Linked DNA regions of Triticum aestivum: region 1 is linked to region 2. Evidence: chromatin contacts called from public Hi-C data. All regions are on one chromosome and are shown on one strand. Each heading gives the region's core, a stretch centred on a gene start, on an enhancer-like site or on the middle of the called end of the contact. The rest is flanking DNA. Distances are from core to core; before and after follow the strand shown.

The links. A called contact is a pair of places that touch in the nucleus more often than the background predicts.
Region 1: a Hi-C map of leaf shows a contact between it and region 2, with 3 times the contacts expected there. The contact joins the promoter of LOC123113385 here to the promoter of LOC123113384 in region 2. A contact is called at or near these places in 3 of 5 Hi-C or Micro-C datasets (all in leaf) and 1 of 1 datasets of contacts at active chromatin or transcription factors (leaf).

What each region holds. Positions count from the first base shown.
Region 1 is chr5B:581,810,846-581,813,545 of IWGSC CS RefSeq v2.1, reverse strand. It overlaps LOC123113385, which reads right to left and starts at 1,447. Exons shown (of 5, transcript XM_044534606.1): 1 at 797-1,447.
Region 2 is chr5B:581,530,062-581,532,761 of IWGSC CS RefSeq v2.1, reverse strand. LOC123113384 reads right to left here and starts at 1,389. Exons shown (of 4, transcript XM_044534604.1): 1 at 1,040-1,389; 2 at 37-255. The coding sequence starts at 243.

The DNA of each region.
Region 1 (2,700 bases), core at 198-2,697, 280 kb before region 2:
CAGAAAATAAGAACCCCGGAACCTAATAAAAGGCCCAAAATAAATTACAACAAACAAGTTATAACACAAAGAGTCCCAATTCCAATTTCAGTTGAACTGGAATTTGCGTCCACTTCGAAGTTTTATGTTTGGTTTCACCAAGGAAAATTCCAGTTTGTTCAGAAAGGGGAGAATTACGAAGTGTCTTGGAAATAGAAGATTAACCCATTTCCAACTCCAGTTTGGATGATAAGAACTGTAAATAAAGGCCAGAGATGGGCAAGCATACTTGAGCAAGCACGCACGGGGAAACTGAGGCAATCGCACGACGAACTGACAATGGTAGCTACAGGCACGGAGGTGGGAATAGAAGGGGAAGTGGATCTGGACGCCAAAGTCGAGCCAGACACCTGGAGTACAAAGAGGAAAGCGAAGAACGGATGGCGACGGACGGCAGGCGTCCGGATCTAGACAACAGGAGGAGGGCGGCAATGAGCAGGAGGCGGCGCCGGTGGCCGAGGCCGATGTGTCGCGTGGAGGGCGGCCGGATCTGGACGTCGGGCGGAGGCCAGGAGCGGACGAAGAGACAGTGACGGCGACGGCGACAGCGACAGGGGCGTCGGGCAGAGAGAAATTCGTCCGAAATCGGAGCTCCAATCCCCCCAGGTGCCCCCGGATTGGAGCTCCAACACGTCGGGAAAGCAAATCAACACCGCTCCTTTCGATTGTGCTAGCTCGATTCGACGATCCAGACAGCGCGCGAGCAGAATTAATTAATTGAACCAGACCAGCTAGTACAAAGAGAGGAAATTCTGACCTCAGGGATTCTTGGCGCTGCGCTGCAGCGGGTTGAGCCTGACGACCCGCAGCATTCGGCGGGCGAGCGTCGTGTCCGGCACCGCCGCCACGGCCATGCCCCAAGAAACCCCGCGCCGCCCAAGAACCCGCCCAACCCAACCCAACCAAGGCAGGATATTTATTTATCTATCTATATGTCCTAGAAAAAAGAGGCAAATCTCTCTGGCGGCGGCAGGGGGGGCGATCGGGGAGGAGGACGCTGGGAGCTCCGACGAATCCGGGACGGGTTCGGCCGGAACCGGATTTGCTGGGGCCGGGCCAGGGAGGGCGAGGAAGAGGGAGAGAAAGCGGTGGGTTCTCGTTCTCGTCCTCGTCCTCGTCCCCGAACGAACGAACGAACCACTTGTCTGCGGATGTAGGAGTATCTTGGTTTGCTCTCTCTCTGCTCCTCACTCCCCACTCTCTCTCTCTCTCTTCCCTTGCTCCTTTTGGGGGTTTTGGATTGGCGTCGTTTGGCCTGGCCTCTCTCTCTCCTCTCTCCTCTGGGGGGGGATGGGAATGGAACCACCTTGGACCCTCTTTCTAAACGAGCCGCAAGGACGGCAGATTTGTTGACATCTGATATTCTCTCTCCCTCTCCCTCTCCCCCCTGATGCTGATCCTCCCCATCACCCGCCCTGTCCCTCTCCCCCGGCTTTCTCTCTCATCAATCACCAACCCAGACATCTCCCCGTATTATTATACCATTCCCCCCCTCCCTCCCCTGCCAACGCATCGCCACCGGCTGCTGTCCCTCTCACGGTTCCGGTGTGGAACTGGACGACTCGTGGTACTACTACGTTTTTCTCTCTTTCCAATTCCGATTCCAAGTGTGCTGCTGTGCTATGCTATGCTATGCTATGATATGGTATAATTATTCCGGGGGATCGGATTTCCTATGGGACAGTTATCATGAGGACGATTGGTTTTTATGTAGTATTTCTCTCTCCTCGGTCCGGTTTGTTTAGAGTAATGGATGGGCTTTGTTTAGGGATTGGGACTTGGGGGAGAATCTGTCCACCCTTGGCTTTGCTTCCCGGTGGGGGAGAGAGAGAAAGTAACAGACACCAAGTGTTAAAAATACTCGAGGACAGTAGTAGTACCACCCAACCTCCTTTCCGAACCTTGCAAAACGGGCCATCTTTTTATCTATCCCTCCCCTCGTGATGCCTTCCATTTTATCTCCTGGGTGGACTCGCTACGTACACGCCGTCCGGAGCTTTACATGGGCCGGCCAGCCAGCCGAATGTACCAACGCGGTTGTTTTGGACTCCTTTCAACGAAGTACGTACTACAAGGAGTACTGTGGTGGCATGTACATGTGCTGCTGGTACTAGCAATGGTGGTTGGACATGTTGAATGTATTTGCATGCACTTATGGCTTAGGAACAGTGCGATGTGTTAATGTGTCACTGTATTTTTTATTTATTTTTATTATGTCGGTATGTTATCTTCTCATTGATTGTTTACCTTATGCTTGTCTCGCGTTCTCATTGTGTTAATCCTACTTTCATACACACAAAATTTGTCGCGCCGGTTTAGTGCAAGTACTTTGGATCCTATAGTGTCCGATTGCCCAATAATACTCCTCACTCGTTTAGTCAAATGTCGTAGTTAATGGATACCTAAACTGTACAACAAACTATCTATGTTGTGTCTCAAAAATAAATGACAGGTTGTTGGCGTGCCAACATGCGAATATCACGGGATTAGGAGTACGGAGCGATGGTTAGCTCCATGGACTTAGCGGCAGAGCGACATGGGACCACTTCACCTTCTTTATCATGTCACTCATCTTCATCACATCATCTATGCGCGGTGCTTTTCACTTAAAAAAAATCTATGCGTGGGGATTCTAGTGTCTGTTTGTGTGTTTTCTGCTCT
Region 2 (2,700 bases), core at 140-2,639:
TGCTGCATCGACGTTTACGTAATTGAGGAAACAAACCTGCTGTCTAAACACAGCTTCATGCGCCAGCATTGTTCGCCTGAACATCTCTTTATCACATTCCGAATAACCGAACGCCTCGGGCGTCACGAAGCCATTTGACGTCTCCTCCTCGTATGGGAACCTCCAGCCATTCGCGCTTGCGTCGAGATCGCCCATGGCGCAATGCCCAAGATTGTAGCCCTCGACCTCCACCTTTGCACCCATCGCTGCTCCAATCTGTTCAACAGGACATTCAATCAAAGGTGAATTACATTATACATACATAAAGCAGCAGAAGAAGAAATGATAACGCTTTTGTCCAGAACCAGCGTCAGTTATGCGAAAAGACAAACACGCATTATTCACCGCTTTGACAAACAAAGAGCAGAAAAGGCGATGACTGATGAGCGACCAGCCCTTTTTTCCTGGTAGTATAAAGTGAGCAATGATGGTGGTCGCAGAGGATGACGAAAAGCTCGAGCCAACTGATCATGCAGATTTATTCGTTAGCAAGTGGTGATAATTTGGGGATAATTGGCAGATTTTAAGCAGATATTATCCCCAACAAACAAGGGAAATAAAGGAGATATTATTATCCCTGGCTGTTTGGACGTCAACTTGTAGGGAGAGGGGGGAAGAATAAAGCAGACGAGACAAGTCAACCCTCCACAGTCCCAGCCATGCCGATTCTACCAAATCCTAGTACTACCAAGAACCGATTCATTCAAGAGAAGTACTGTACGATTCATCAGCGGCAGCAGACGCGGATTAAGAAGAAAAAGACTATCATTAGTGGACAGATGTAATCGCTCAACCGCTCGACGCCGGCGTATCCGGCCGAAAATTTCAGACAAGAACCAAATCGAAAGGCAAACTCAATTGCGAGAACGGGGAGTTTTCTCCACAAGATTTCACCAAAACAGGCACGGGGAAAAACCATTAAAGACCCAGGAAATGGACGGCAAAGATGGCATCTTTCCTGCAACAAACAACCGAGCCGAAATTTAACTTGAGACTTTACCTCGGACTCAGAGATTCTTCCTGGCACCGAACCGCGGCAGATAGGAACCGGCGGCCCGCCGAACTACGAGCATGGGCCGGAGACGCGGGGAGCACGGCGGGCTCTGCTCCCACCCCCCAGACTCCCACCACGCAAGAACACAGGAGGAAGAAGCGGCGAGCAATGAAGGAATTCTCCGGCGGAGAGGGGGCGGATTCGACGGCGGAGACGCGAGGAACCGCGGCGTATCTGGGCGGGGCGGGGAGGGACCCGGATTCGATGGGCCAGGGAGGGAGGGAGGGAGGAGGACTGGGGGCGGGGGGAGAAGGGTCGGAACTGGTTCTTGTCTTGGGCGAACCCCCGGACCGAATGGCTGCGCTCTGCACTCCTCTCCTCTCCTCTTCTCCCCCGGCCTGATATATTTCCTTTTGGATGGATGGATCGGAATCGGACGGGCTTTGTTGGGTCCGGTCCGGTCCGGTCATGTGCGCGCTGCCATGCGGGCCCGGCCCCCTCGGGGTGGAATGGAACCACCTTCTTCTGCTCTCTAAACTAGCGCAAAGGACAGCAGATTTGTTGACATCTCGGTTGGTCTTTCTCTTTTATTCTCTCTCTCTCTCCTCGTGATGCCGCTTTCCTTCATCCCACCTAATCTCCCTCTCCCTCTCTCGCCCTGTCAAAAATATATATATCTTTCTCTCTCATCTCAGAAAAAAGATCTGTCCCTCTCCCTCTCACGCACTTGCAGTTGCAGTCCATGGGCTGAAATGATCCCCTTGTGGCAGAGGGCGATGTCTCTTTCGGAGATGCGATCTTGGTTGTTAAGTTATGGAGTGCTTGCTACTCCATTAAGCATTCATTAAGAATCCGGTCTCGTCTCTCTAAGATAAGATATGGATCGGGGCCGTGAGAGAGAGAGAGAGAGGGAGAGGGCGTCTGACAAAGCGGCCCGCCGCACCCCAGCATGCTTCAAGTACTACTAATATCAAGTTCAATACCGAAATTGCTTTGGTTTCCAAATTTATGGCACGGATCCTCGCAATTGGCCACACCACGGTGATTTCTACTACTCCCTCTGTTCATTTTTGTAAGTCGTTTCAGACAACACAAAATAGACTGTTTTGCACATTGTCTGAAATGTCTTCAAGATCTTATAAAAATGAACGGAGGGAGTACTATCTGAGTGAGTAACTATAGTGAATACCACTCACTGCCGGCATCTACTACTACGAACAATCCCGGGGAGGGAGGGAGGAATTGCTGTGGGCGCCCAAGGTGGTAGAGCGCGGTACGGCCTACGGTATTTTCACTCATTGATTTGTGCACATACTTCTGGGGGTACGTACATTGGTTGTTGTGCGAGCCGAGCCGAGCCGGCATCGGCATGGGCATCGGCATGGCCTTCCAACCAAATTGAATGTGGCCGTAGGTTGCAGGTGCAGGTGACCAAGTGCCAGATGACCGTCGCCGGCAACACAGCAGAGCAGAGTAGAGTAGACCGCTACTACTGTTGTTGACACGGTGCTGCTACTTGTACTAGGCCACCATAAAAGCAGAGCACGGGGATCGTCGGCACCATTTTTTTTACTCCTACCGTTACTGGTACTCCTACGTAGTACTCCCTCCGTCCGGGTTTATTAGGCCCCCCAACCAAATCGCAGGTACCAAGGCACCGTGATTAA